Linked DNA regions of Mus musculus: region 2 is linked to region 1. Evidence: chromatin contacts called from public Hi-C data. All regions are on one chromosome and are shown on one strand. Each heading gives the region's core, a stretch centred on a gene start, on an enhancer-like site or on the middle of the called end of the contact. The rest is flanking DNA. Distances are from core to core; before and after follow the strand shown. Region 1 has its middle 6.4 kb from the start of Gm27204. Region 2 overlaps Prtg (protogenin).

Region 1 (7,331 bases), core at 4,577-7,076:
CAACGCAAACAGAATTAGTACCATATGCTGATAAACATGGAAATCTTTGTGAGAGAGATTCTGGCTGTGCTGACAGATGGAGACGTTGTATTCATCACTGACTACTGCACATCTGGAAACAGAGGCTAGCCTTGAAATCCGATGTATTCCAGACACACACAGCCCCCGCCCCCACCTCCCCACCTCTTGGAAAAACCTTTGCTGGGTCCTGCTGTGCCCTCCAGCTTACCATCCTGTTCTCCTTTCCTTTTCCCTGCCAAACTTTCTGAATGAAAAATGGAGCCCCTCACTCCCCCATTTCCTCAGTCCCGCCCCCTCGCTCCCCCCACCCCGCCCCGCATGCCTGTTTCCTCCCCTTCTCTCTTGAAACCTTCAAGAGGTCATAGGCTGACTAGACTACTCATTTCCAAAGCGCTGGCATTATTTCTCCATCTTCATCCTCCTTGACATCGCTCAAGCGTTTGATCTGCCCACTACCAACTCATTCTCTGACCCTCCATCCTGCCCTGTGTGGGCTCAAGTGTCTCTGTTGTGAGTCTACCGCAGTGACCCAGTGTAGCCTCCGAGGGACCTTCACCTCTCTTCTCTCCCTGGCCTCCCTGGTGATGTCTTTGAGTTCTTGTTGTTCCGGGTGAATATATATATAAAATAAAAGTGTCAGTATTGGTATCACTATTGTTTATTTTAAAATTATTAATTGCTGTGTGGTGTGTTTGTGTATATTCATGTATGGGTGTGTGTGCATGTGTCTGTGTGTCTGTGTGTGCACACGAGTATGTGGAGGCCAGCTGTCAATGTCAGGTGTTTCCTCTATCACTCTCCAATCTCTCTGTCTCTCTGTCTCTGTCTCTGTCTTAAACAGGGTTTTACTATATAGTTCTGGATGGTCTCGAACCAGAAAAAGGAAGAGAGAACGGGAGCTGGAGAGTACACAGGACCCAGACTATTCTAAACTCACAGTCTCTGTCTCTCAAGTTCTGAGATTAAAAAAGCATGAGCTGGGGCTGGAGAGATGGCTCAGCGGTTAAGAGCACTGACTGCTCTTCCGGAGGTCCTGAGTTCAATTCCCAGCACCCCACATGGTGGCTCACAACCATCTGTAGTCAATTCATTTCATCTCTCCAACTCTTAGTCTGCTCGTGTATAAAGTGGGAACTACTACATATTGACTTGTGTTCTCTCAAAAAAAAATGTATTTAGCTGAGAAGTGGTGGTATACACCTTTAACTCTAGCACTTGGGAGGCAGAGGCAGGTGGATTTCTGTGAGTTTGAGGCCAACCTGGTCTACAGAATGAATTCCAGGACAGCTAAAGCTGCACAAAGCAACCCTGTCTTGAAAAACAAGAAAACACTGGGCTGGAGAGATGGCTCAGCAGTTAAGAGCACTGACTACTCTTCCAGAGATCCTCAGTTCAATTCCCAGCAACCACATGGTGGCTCACAACCATCTGTAATGGGACCCCATGCCTTTGTCTGGTGTGTCTGAAGACAGACAGCTACAGTGGAAGAAGAAAGAAAAAAGAAAAAGAAAAACAAAACAAAACACCCCAAACATACAAAATAAGAAAAGAAAAATAGATTGATATTTGGGAAGAGGGTCTCCAACCTGCTTGTCACACAGGGAGCTCTGACTCTCTTTAAGTCACCATGCTCCTGTATATCATACCAGTAAACTCCCTGGTACACTACTAGAACAGAAAATAATAGTGAAACTGTAGCCCCCAAGAACTCAGATGTGACTCTATTTGGAAATGGGATAGTTGTAGGTTCACGTGGATGATGTTATGCTAGATTATCACGGGTCCCTATTGTCTAACGAAAAGGCCAAATGAAGACCCAGGGAAACTGTCCTGTACAGAGAAAGGCAGGGGCCGGAAATGGCATTGCCATACATCAGAAGTTCAGAGATTGTCATGGGCAGATCAGGAACAGACCTGATGTGCCCACCTGAGATGCCAGAGAATGCCACTCAATGAAAGTCAGGTTAAGAGTGTCTTAGCTGCCAGTGGTCCAGAGCAGTCTTATTCGAGAAAGAACTTTTTTTTTTTAAGATTTATTTATTATTTAGTATATGTAAGTACACTGTAGCTGTCTTCAGACACTCCAGAAGAGGGAGTCAGATCTCATTACAGATGTTTGTGAGCCACCATGTGGTTGCCAGAATTTGAACTCAGGACCTTCGGAAGAGCAGTCGGGTGCTCTTACCTGTTGAGCCATCTCACCAGCCCCCGAGAAAGAACTCTTGACCCCAGAGAAAGGAAGGTGAGGTTTGGGCTGATGAGATGGCCCAGTGATTACGAGTGCCGACTGCTCTTCCGAAGTCCTGAGTTCAAATCCCAGCAACCACATGGTGGCTCACAACCATCCCTAACGAGATCTGACTCCCTCTTCTGGTGTGTCTGAAGTCAGCTACAGTGTACTTATATATAATAAATAAATAAATAAATCTTAAAAAAAAAAAGGAAGGCAAGGTTTATGAAGCCAAAACCCACAATTACATCCTACCAGAGGTAGGCCGGGGCAGAAGTCTCAGTTCAGTTGATTAAGACAACTTGTTTTCTGTTGTAAAACAATGGACCTCCCAAGGCACCGTGTGTAGGAATCCTCTGTTCAGCAGGATATGGGTAGCAGTGGCTGGGGAGTGGTTGGATGAAGCATTAGATAGCTAAAGCTAGGATAAGAAGGAGTCACTCGAGGTACGTCACAACCCAGGTGTGCTAGCTGTACAACTTGACACAGACTAGAGCCACCTGGGAAAAGGAGCCTCACCTGAGAAAATGCTCCCATGACACTGGCCTGGGGACAAGCTTTTGGGTCATTTTCTTGATTAATGATTGATGAGATGGGTCCAGCCCACTGTGGATGGTGCTATCCCGGGCCTAGGGGTCCTGGGTGGTTTAAGAAAGCAGTGTTGGGGCTGGAGAGATGGTTCAGCGGTTAAGAGCATTGGTTGCTCTTCCAGAGGTCCTGAGTTCAATTCCCAGCAACCACATGGTGGCTCACAACCATCCATATGGAATCTGATTCCCTTTTCTTTTCTTTTCTTTTCTTTTCTTTTCTTTTCTTTTCTTTTCTTTTCTTTTCTTTTTTCTTTTTCTTTTTTTGGTTTTTCGAGACAGGGCTTCTCTGTGTAGCCCTGACTGTCCTGGAACTCACTCTGTAGACCAGGCTGGCCTCGAACTCAGAAATCCGCCTGCCTCTGCCTCCCAAGTGCTGGGATTAAAGAAAGGCATGCACCACCACCATCCGGCTTCTGATTCCCTTTTCTAGTGTGGATGAAAACGGAGCACTCATCTCATATGCATAAAGTAAATTTTAAAATCTTGAGAGAAAGAAAGAAAGAGGGAGAAAGGAAAAGGAAAGAAAAAGCAGTGTGAGGAGTGTGGCTTTCTCAGGAGCAAGCCAGCAAGCAGCACCCTTTCATGGCCTCTGCATCAGTTCCTGCCTTGATTTCCCTCAGTGAAGTAAAATGACCTACACCCATGGACATGGTGTTTTAACAGAGCAATAAAAACACTGGAACATCAAACTAAGACACCAGGTGACTTTAATCTCAGTTTCTAGGGTGGAGACAGTAGATTCCTGTTGTCCAAACTGCTCAGTTCATAACTCTTTGCTATAGCAGCACTCACTACAAGACAAATAAAGAAACGGCACTCCAAATTCTGCCTCTGGTCTTTCATCCCTTCTTTAGCCATCCAGAGCCTGTGAGCTGCAGTCTCACAGGCTCTGAGCAGAAGGTACCTCAGTTGCCAAAACAGTGCCCTCAACCCCCGTGGACCCTGCCTCTCCTCCTTTCCTCCCACCCGTCCCCCTACAGACCCAGCCTTAGGCACACCCTCTGGTTTTCATCCCTGTATTCAGAAAGCCACCTCTGAATTCTTTCCATCAGTCACCCAATTTTCTCTCTCCATTGGTATCTTCACCAAGTAACCCAAATTAGCAGAGGATTTAAGATTAATTCTTTTGTTCCGTATGCTTTTTTTTTTAAAGCTTTATTTATTTTTAATTTAGGGGTATGAATAGTTTATTTGCATGTATGTATGTGTATGCCACACGCATGTATGGTGTCTGTGAAATTCAAAAGAGGGCATCAGATTCCCTGGAACTGGAGTTAAGGATAGTTGTGGACAACCATACAGGTACTAGGAGATCCTAGACCCTCTGCCAGATCAGGGAGTGCTCCTAACCATTGAGCCATCTCTCTACCCAGCTCCCCCATTCTGTATACTTTTTTTAAAACTGAAGATAGATGCTCCTCTCAAGTATATCCTGACCCTCCCTCCACTCCTCCCAGCTCCTCACAACCACCCTTCTCCCCCAGATCCACTCCTGCTCCATTTCCCTTCAGAAAAGAGCAAGCCTCTCAGAGACACCAACCAAACAGGACAAAACGAGATAAGGTAAGACAAAGCAAAAAAAACCAATGCAACAGGAAGAGTCCCGGGAGCAGATGAAAGAGTCAGAGACAGCTGTTCTTACTATTAGGGGGTCCCTCCCACAACAACTCTAAGCTAATGTGCTCAGAGGACCTGGTACAGGCCCTTGTAGGCCTCGTTTTCCTGACTCAAGAGCCCATATGAGCCCTCCTTAATTGATTCAGTGGCCATGTTCTCCTGGTGTCCTTCACCCCCTCTGACTCCTACAGTCTTTCCTTCCCCTCTCCTGCATGGGAAGGGTGGAGAACTATTTTATTTTTAATTGTGTGCATGTGAACATGTTAGTGTGGTGCCCATGGAATACAGAAAAGGGCACCAGAACCCCTGAAGCTGAGGCTATGTAACATGGGTGCTTGGAACCTGAACTCTGGTCCTCTGGGGGACCTCTCTTAACTACTGAGCCATCATCTCTCCAGCCCCTTGCTCTGTAACCTTGTCTTTCTGCCTCCTCCAGCAGCTTTCCCTTCAGTCTTTGGTAACCGAACACATTTGAAGCCACTGGCATTGCTCAGAGGTAGAGCCCTGGCCTAGTAGATTGTAAGGTGTTGAGCCTGGTCTTCAGTTCACAAAAATAAATGAAAATACTTGGTAGTATTCCTGAAGCCTTAGGTTCAATCTCCTAGCATCACATGAACCATGTCTGGTGATACATAACTGTAATGGCGCACTGGGAAGGAGTTCAAAGCCATCCCCTGCTATAGCCACGGACATGGTACACCTTGTCTCAAAAAGTTAATTAATTAATTAATTAATTAATTAGCTAATTAATAAATTAAAGCCAGTTTATTTTTTCAGTCTCCATCTTCTTGCAATTGGACAGTAATGGTACTTTTTATCCATCAGCTGTCTTTTTCCCTCCCTTCTCACAAGAGACTCCAAGCAAGGACATCTAACAGTGGGGTGGATATTTCCTGTGCTCCTATTCATCTTAAAAAGACCCCTGGGCTGATGAGATGGCTCAGTGGGTAAGAACACCCGACTGCTCTTCCAAAGGTCCGAAGTTCAAATCCCAGCAACCACATGGTGGCTCACAACCATCTGTAACAAGATCTGACGCCCTCTTCTGGAGTGTCTGAAGACAGCTATGGTGTACTTACATATAATAAATAAATAAATCTTTTAAAAAAAAAAAAAAGACCCCTTCCCAGCTCCCAGGGGTAGACTTGAAAAGTTACATCCTTACTATGTAAACTTAGGACCTTGGCTATAGCTAATGGATACAGGGGTGAGAAATTCCTCTTCAGGCCCCTCCCTAGAAGGTAAGATATGGAGGGCACAGGTAGGGAGCTTGTTTCTAAATCCCTTCATGGGCAGAGCTTTACAGACAGGAGAAACTCCCACTATACAAGACCTACAACTGCCTGCTTCTTTACTTCCTTCCTCTGGGCCATCTGCTTCTTTCTTATTCCAATAGGCTGTCTAGAGACTTCTGCTTCTTGCTTTGGAGGCCTTCACATCCATTCCCATAAGAAAAAAATGTCTACAAACTAAAAGTCAGTAACTCTATTTAGAGTCATCAGAGGACAAGCCTATAAGGCAAACTGCTTGAATGTGACTTTCCCCGAGGGTCCATTTCTATCCACACCAGCTAGAGGGGTCAATGGCAGAGCAAACAAAGGTTTCCACTCAAGCCTTGCTTGGTAACCAATTAGTTAATTTGGGGTTATACATGAATGCAAGAAAGGCATCGGGTAATCTACCAGCAACTATAACACCTAAATTCTCATCCCACCTCACATGTCCTTGGGGAAGGGTGAGGGCTCACGTGTTTCCTACCTCTCCAAGAGGGAATTGTCAGTAAACCCCATTTCATGAGAGCCATGCTCTCATGCTGATGAGACCAGGTACTCAGTTTAAGAGGTCCATGATCAGGACTAGAGGGAGTTCAGGGTTTAGAGAGCCTGCTGTTGTTTCAGAAGCTCTGGGTTCGGTTCCCAGTACCCACGTAAAGGTGGCTCTCAATCAACTGTTAGTCCAGCTCTAAGGGATCTTACACACTCTTCCAGCATCCACGAGTGCTTACAACATGGGCACCTCCCAACTCCGACACATACTTAAAAATAAATCTTTTGGCCTGGAGAGATGGCTCAGCGGTTAAGGTCACTGACTGCTCTTCCAGAGGTCCTGAATTCGATTCCCAGCAACCACATGGTGGCTCACAACCATCTGTAATGGGATCTGATGCCCTCTTCTGGTGTGTCTGAAGACAGCTGCAGTGTACTTGTATATAATAAATAAATACATAAATAAAGCTCTTAAATATTGTAATATAATCACATCACATGAAGTTTACCACTTTAAAAAACAAACAAACAGCAATAACAACGTGAAGGGATAAAAATCCTGTCCTACTCAGAGGGAAAGCCACACAACATGCTATTCCTTCTTGTGGCTTTTCCATTCTTCCTGCCCCTGTATTTATTCTCTAAGCTCAGAGAAGGTGACATAAATGTCACTGTGCCACAGCAACAAGCATTTATTCCCAGAAGAGTGACCGGTTATGAGTTTCCATAGCAACCACCATCCACTGCAAAAAGAAGCTTCACTGACCAAGGCTGACAGCAGCAGTAATATATTGTGACTTTACAAGCACGTAGAATCCATTCAACAAAACACTAGTAGTTCCCCCACCACGACCTATGACCCCGGATTTTTGTTCCTACTTACATACTTACCAACCTCAGGTTCTCTCCAGTGGAGCAGGCATCAAGTCCTGAAAAATAGTTCACTGTATGCATAAGAGCTGGGCCGCCATTACATCAGTGTGCGTACCTGGCCTGGCATGCTGCTACTGTTGACATGTGGGCTCATAGCTTTGTAGGACCAGTGGTAACAGTCCTCCAGCAGCTGTGCCCTGCCCTCTAGCACTATGAATGGCAGTCAGTGGGTAG
Region 2 (7,372 bases), core at 1,095-3,594, 84 kb after region 1:
CTCCAGGTCCCTGAAGGATCAGTACACACTCTCAACCCCGAACCATCTCTTTAGATTCCAGAAAAGCAAATTTTCTAATTTTAGAATGGATGTAATACAAAAAAAATTTTTGGAAGTACTCATTTTTAAAGCCTGGCATGGCTGAGTGCATCTGTAACCCAGAACTGGGGGTGAGGAGGGGGGCAAAGACAGGAGGAGCCAGGCTTCTGACTGGCCAGCCTCCCTGAGCTCCAGGTTCCATGAGAGACTCCACCTCAAGGGAATACAGTGGAGAGTCGCATCTGTACAGAAGGAAAACAGCCAGCAGCGTAGTGATTACCACTGATTGGGTAGGGGCTGATCTTGCCTGCCCAGAGGCAACATGGAAACTAATAGACATGGCAGAATTGTTGTACGTTCGCTGGGTGGTGATAGTGCAAACAGAAGACCTATGGGTTTTGAGATTAGGCGGCCGGGGCTTGAATCCCAGCATTTACCCTCTCAGCTGTGGAGCCTTCAGCACAATGAGTAGCAAGTTCTCAGTGCTGCTCGCTGGTTTTGAGTGTGATTGGTCAGAGGACAGTAGAAGAACCTTGCTTGTGAGCTAGCTCTGAGTGGGAGCTGCTGCTTTTTGAGGAGAGCTTTCAGAACAGTCGGGTTTTGGAGAAGGAATCTCTGATTCTGCTTTTAATCATGACACCTCAGTGGCGTGTCTACAACAGTTTAGTACCCTGTGCATATATTAGTTATTTCTCTCATTGCTATGACAAATATCTGACACAAAACATTCAAGGAAGGAAGGGTTACTTCTGGCTTACATCATTTCTCTGGGTGTCCTGGAGCTCACTCTATAGGCCAGGCTAGCCTCAAACTCAGAGGCTACCTCCCTCTGCCTCCTGAGTGCTGGGATTTGAGACTGAAGTTGTGTGACACAGTGCCTGGCAGGGCCCAGTATTTCTGGCAGTGCTGTCCTGAGAGGAAATAACAAAGGATTAAACAGAAGACACCAATCAGTGGGCTTGTTTAAAAAGAAAGGTAAATCTTGGGGGAGGGGCCACTGCAGACAAATCTCCCTGAAGTTTTCTTTCCTGTGTGAAGATGAAACTTCAGATGTTATCTCTTTCTGAGTTACACCATTCAATGGAGTCCTTCAAAACAAAACAACAAAAAACCAAAACTACTAAGACTTCCAGAATTCTTAATGTGTGGATGATACTGGAGTTTGGTGCAACTCTAAGCATTGAATCTGTATCCATCGCCACTAGAAACTACATAGGAAATTCAGGGTGGCCATTTGTGGCTATTAGGGGATGAGAGGCACTTTTCTTTGGCAGTGGTAGATAGATTATCTACTTGTAGACTCCCTACACCCAGTGGACGACCCATCCTATGCATCTATGGGCAGCATAAGTTGGATTCAGTGAGTTAACAATACGCGCATACATACATGTATACATATGGCGGGCATGAGGGCCAGTGGGAGGACAGTGGTCCCAGAGGGAGCGGGAATGGGAGTGAAAGTGATGGTGATCGAGACACATTATCTACATTTATGAAGATTTTAAAAGAATAAATAAATCAATTGATGAGGAAGGAAAATGAAGCAACAGGTTGGACTCAGCCCTATTCTGGCAGAAATGATGCACGGATTGTTCTAAATCAGATTTCCTAGCAAATCGCAGAAGATGGCTATGAGTTCTTCAGTGGTAGAAAGCATTCTTGAGCCCAGAATCAAACAGGCTCCTGGCTGCTCTCCCTTTACTCTTGGGGGACTGCGGAGGTGAGACTACAACAGCACCCCAGAAGGATCACGTTTCTGCTGTGCCTTGTAGGATATAAGACTGAGCTCATGGTAGTGAGGTAGTGTGCATGTCTTTATTTCATGCTAAAACAAACAAACAAATAAACAAAAAACGTATTTTGGAGAGAAAGAAATAGTATGCTCCCCTATTTCATGAAGTTGTTGGATTTATCTTTTAAAAATAGTTCACTTTTCCAAAAAATGTCAAACCCAGTGAGACCTTTGTGGATAGAACTTTCTGGGTTTTACCGCTGAATTTTGAAGTCCTGTCTTGAATAGCCTCTCCCTTTGAAATTCCTGAGTATCCACTGTGCTCCCTGAGAAAACATCTGTCTAGTTAATCAAACAAGCTGTGGTGTGTAAGCAGAAGCCTGGTGTCCTAGCTACTTTAAAAAAAAAAGAAAAAAGAAAACAAAAAACAATAAAGTAATGGTTTCTTCCCTCCCTAGAACAAAATTGCATTTGCCTAAATGGCTTCCCTTTTGTGAGTTTGAAGTTTTACTGTTTTAGCAGCTGTGTGGTGGGAGGGGCTCCGCCGCATCTGGTCTCTCTTTGTGGACGACTGAAAAGGTGACGTTTGTTCCCTTCTCTTGGGAAAGCAGGTTATCCACAGGCTGGAAGCTTTGTTTTCTTAGGACCTAAATTATCTTGATGCGATTCACAAGCTTTCCATCGTGCTTAGGAAAAAAAGAAAGAAAGAAAAGAAAGACCGAAGAAGCCAGTGTGCCCTAAAAGCCCACAGCCACAGCACAGGTAACTGCAGATAACCCTTTGACCTTTGGCGCCAGGCAGAGATTTACAGTAGTCACTTCACACGCTAGTCTGAAAGGAATCCTGAATAAAGCCAGGCCCCCATGGAGAACAGAAGCCTGGTGAGGAAGTCCCATTCTTTTAAGTAGCTCTGATGCTTTGTTTGGCTTTCCTCTGGTCTGTGTGGAGCGGAATACCAATTGTGATGTGTTTCAAAATCATCTCTAACGCTGGTTAACTTTTAGGGTCTGATATCATGGTGGGTAGGGGGTGGGGCACGGTTATGCCCTCTGCTGCCTGGCTCCGTTCACATCCCCTTACCCTGACAGCTATATCAAGTTAACTTTCTGATTGAAATATTTGGATGGTTCCATTCTCTGTCTCGGCTTTTGTGGGGGGTGGGTTCCAGATCAAATCCAGGGCTCTACCCCTGCTTGGCAGAATCCTGCCTCTCAAATATATCCTTAGCCCACTTTGGTTTTTTTTTTTTTTTTTTTTTTTTTTTTTTTTGCCTATTTGTTTAAGAAAGAAACAGCAGGAAATCTTTTTCCAAAAATGGGCATAACTGAAAGATAAAGGAAACTGGAAGTCACATAAAAACAAAACCCACAATGTCCCCTGTTTATCTCTAGGAGGAAATATTTTTAAGCTTCGTTCCATGGGGTAGTTCAAATCAAGACACTTGAAAAAAAGATGCCGTGTCCTCCATCTGATGATCTTAGAGCTGTTTAATAATTATTGAACTGATTGCTTCCCAGCCTCTTTAACCTCTTCACCTCTCTTTTCGGTTACCCCACTATTGTCTACAGTGCTTGTGTTTTGAAGGGCATTAAATGGAATTTACAGTTTTATTCCTGCTGTCCTGTGTGCCTCTTGGCGGCTGTTGGTACTGAAGGTTCCTCACTGCTGCTTGGGCTGCAGTCTCCAGCCATTATCCTTAGGAACGAGGGGTCTTTGATAAACTTGGCAGTCTCCCATTTCCTAAGTCTGTAATCATGGTAAGTGCCTGCCGTCTCCTACAGAAGGAAGAGGCCTTTTAGGAAATTAAATCAATGCTGTCCCAGTGTTGATGCTCAGACCACTCTGGAAGGTTCTGGGGAATGTCAGAAATTCTTAGACGCCTGAGGTCCTCAAAGAGCTAAGTTAGAGAAGTTTTTTTTTGTTTTGTTTGTTTTAAATGCCACCATTAACAGATGAAAAAAGCTTTTGGGTGGATAGAAGAAAAATAATTGCTGTACTGGAGTAATTACGCTTGTAGACTTTATTTTGGTTTTATTTTGAACTTTGCTCTTTAACAACTGGATGCAAATGAATTTTAAGCTTTGTTCTAATTATCCTTTCTGTAAGCGAGGGGAATGCTGTAGCTGAGGCCCTTGTTGGGAGAATGTTTTTGTCTTAGGCTTTAAAGATAGTTTTGTATTTTTTTAACGAAATAATAAAATGTGCACCACCCATATAAGTAAGTGAAGGGGGCTGGAGAGGTGGCTCAGAGGTTAAGAGCACTGACTGCTCTTTTAGAGGTCCTGAGTTCAATTCCCAGCAACCACATGGTGGCTCACATCCACCTATCATGAGATCTGGTGCCCTCTTCTGTGTAGGCAGACCACTCTATATGTAGTAAATAAATCATTTTTTAAAAAAGTAAGTAAGCGAAGGCCTATTTGTAAGCACACATGATAGTAAAGATATTACTGAGTCTGGGGTGCAACCAAGTGGTAAGACACTTAGAACAGGGGTCTGGCTCTCTCCTCAGTAGTACAGGGGGAAAAATTAAAAATAAAATTATTGAAACTGGGAAGACAACTGATTTGTAAAATGCTGACTGTGTTATAAACACGAAGACCTGAGTTCTATCTTCAGAACCCATGTGAAAAGGCTGCACATGGTTGTGAACCCTTGTAATCCCAGTGCTGGGAAGGCCATGAGGCTCTCTGCCACTTAAGGTCCATCTAGTATAGTCTATCTGTGAACCTGAGGACCAACTCCCAAGATAGCTTCTATGAGCATGATGCATACCTCCATACACAAGACACTTACGCAAATAAGATTATTAATGGAAAGAAAAAATATTTTAATTGGAGACTGATTACTGTTTTAAATTTCCTTTTTTTTCAAGACAGGGTTTCTCTTTGTAGCCCTGGCTGTCCTTAAACTCACTCTGTAGGACAAACTGACCTAAATCACAGAGATTCGCTGGTCTCTGCAGGGATTAAAGGTGTGAGCTACCACCAACCAGCCTGTTCTAAAATTCTGACTCTAGTATTTTCAAGTGACTTCCGTTGTGAAGCTTTAGAGTCTTGAGAAAGACAAGGACATTTGTCACCTTGCCCCACAAGCTGTAATTATAAACTGTAGTGAGTATTATGTTGGAAGGGTGTAAGGAGACAAAGACTTATGTAATAATGAGCAGTACACAGTCTGAGGGCGGGGTCATGGTGTACTTCCCCGAGAAGGTAACACTGAGTTGACCTGAAGAATCTGCAGTAACGAACTAGGTGGAGGCCCCTGTTGGAACAGTGGAGGAACTAAATAGGGGAGGTACAAGCCATGTCCCATCAATCATGGACCTAGGCTGAGCCTGGTGTGTGCTTCTGTCTAAATAACCTGACACTTCATGGCAGGGAGAAGGCAGGTTTGAGATGGGGGTCTCACTGTGTGGCCCACGCTGAAGTCCACCTTCTCATCCTCCTGTCTCAGCCTCCAAGTGCTGGGATTACCAGAGCTGCTTAAAGCCACCTCACGTGGGTTTGAGCAGCTCAGCTTGTCAGTTCACTTTCATGAGCATCTGTAATTTTTAGAAGAGCTCTGCACTGTCTTTCTAGGATAACTTGCTAAAATACGTTTTGTTTTTGTTTTTGTTTTTTTTTTCAGTTACATTTTGAGAAGTTTAGTGTCTGCACCAGGCGCTTGGGTGAGGCCTCTTTCATTAGTAGTCTGGTGCAGAGCCCTGTGAGTTCTGCATAGATACTGCAGGTAGGGACTATCCTTGGCAGTGGCAGCTTGCTTTCAAAGCATGCTAGGATGGCAATCACATTTGAAGCTATGCAAAATACAGGAAGCACACTTCACCCGGTTATTGTAGGTCATAACTCTTCTTGGGGAAGACGTGTAAATATGTCTAACCATCGTCATTCTACATTTATATAATCACTCTGCCCCCACCCTATGTAAGTGTGTGTGTGAACATGTGTGTGTGTGTGTGTGTGTGTGTGTGCACATGTGTGTGCTTGCACATGAATGTAAAGGCCAAAGGTTGACATAGGTACCTTTCATATGACATAAGGTGTCTCCACTTTCTTTTTTAAGACAGGGCCCTCCCCCATCCCCCAATCTTGGGGCGCCTTGGTTAGACAAGGCTGGGTAGCCAGCAAGCTTCAGGGAGTCTCCTTTCTCTGCCCCTGCCGCATGCTGGTTCCCTGCACTGGGATTGCCACTTTGCCTGCCTTTCATCCGAGAGCTGAGTATCTAGCTCAGATCCTGTGCTGACATGGCAGGCTCTTACTGACTAAGCCATCTCCCCACCCCCTCATTCTTCTTTCATATAAGACAGAGTGAAATGATACAATAAAATATACAATGGTGTACAATAACATAACATACAAATCAGTGAGATGAGGACCAGGAATTGGTAAGCTTTCGATATTCATGGTAAAGGTGGGGGCAGAAAATGAATGAATGGCTTTTTAGGGACCATTTGGGTAGCACAAAAACTAGAAGGGGCTTATTATATGCATACTTTTACCCAGACCTTGCTTTAGTAGCCACCAGCATTGGAAGTGGAATCCTGTGCAAGAATATCCACTGTGCTGTTATAATCCCCCAAATAAGCTGTGGTCAGGCTGGTGACATGGCTCAGTGGGTAAAGGGATCCACTGGTAGAAGAAAACCAAGTCTTAGGTTGTCCTCTCATCATGGCGCATATACACACATGCAAATAAATAGACATGATACAGTGAAATTAAAATGTAAGCTACAGTCTATCAGACAATTTGAGTGAGTGTGGACACTGAGAAGAAGGTTTTAGAAAAATATTTAATGGGGGGGGGTGGAGAGAGAGCTGACAGTGAAGAGCACTGCCTGTTCTTCCAGAAGGACGTGGGTTCAGTTCCCAGCAGAGGGCAACTCACAGCTGCCTGTAAATCCAGGTCCCTCTTCTGTCATCCATGGGTACTGCATGCATGCAGCGCAAAACATTCATGTAGGCAAATCACCCATCACATAAAAATGTTTTTAAATTGTTAAAAATATAATACAATTAAAACATTTAATGGTCTGCATAGTTCACAGTATTTAGTGAATAAAAAAAAGCAGATTATAAAGTACAATTTTTAAAAACCTAAATAGAGTGAATAGTAAGTGGAGTTAAAAACAGTGCTTAGAGCTGGGAAGTGGTGGCGCACGCCTTTAATCCCAGCACTTGGGAGGCAGAGACAGGCGGATTTCTGAGTTCGAGGGCAGCCTGGTCTACAGAATGAGTTCCAGGACAGCCAGGTCTACACAGAGAAACCCTGTCTTGAAAACAAACAAACAAACAAAAAACCAGAAAAAACAAAACCAGAAAAATCAAAACAGTGCTTAGCTTTAGATGCTGATATCAGGAATATTTTCTTTTTTATCTGAATTGTACAAATGATCTTAAGGAAAAGTACTAAATTTGTGGGGAAGTGGGAGGTTCTGGGGAACAAACCCAGGGCCCTGTGTCTGTTGGCGAGCATGCCCACTGAGCTCTACTCCCAAGCCATAAGCTGTGTTTTCACAGGGCTGGAAAGATAACCCAGAAGTTAAGAACACTTGTTCTTTCGGAGGACGACCCAGGTTCTATTCCCAGCACCCACACGGCTG

What was found. A called contact is a pair of places that touch in the nucleus more often than the background predicts.
Region 2: a contact with region 1 is called in a Hi-C map of embryonic stem cells, with 2.3 times the contacts expected there. The contact joins two enhancer-like sites. A contact is called at or near these places in 1 of 39 promoter capture datasets (the C10 cell line), 2 of 15 datasets of contacts at CTCF or cohesin (embryonic stem cells and pro-B cells), 49 of 484 Hi-C or Micro-C datasets (B cells, B-cell progenitors, the C2C12 cell line and 30 more), 10 of 115 datasets of contacts at active chromatin or transcription factors (the HPC-7 cell line, embryonic basal ganglia, embryonic limb bud and 6 more) and 2 of 9 other capture datasets (embryonic stem cells and macrophages).

What each region holds. Positions count from the first base shown.
Region 1 is chr9:72,782,120-72,789,450 of GRCm38.p6, forward strand. No RefSeq gene overlaps it. Among named protein-coding and RNA genes, the nearest start is that of Gm27204, 6.4 kb to the left of the region's middle. Within about 2 kb of position 5,827, at least 6 of the 459 cell types and tissues checked have an H3K27ac peak or open chromatin away from gene starts, as enhancers often do. A contact at or near this core is called in embryonic stem cells, where this site is marked.
Region 2 is chr9:72,869,392-72,876,763 of GRCm38.p6, forward strand. The region is part of intron 11 of Prtg (protogenin); the gene reads left to right. Among named protein-coding and RNA genes, the nearest start is that of Pygo1, 53 kb to the right of the region's middle. Within about 2 kb of position 2,345, at least 68 of the 459 cell types and tissues checked have an H3K27ac peak or open chromatin away from gene starts, as enhancers often do. A contact at or near this core is called in embryonic stem cells, where this site is marked.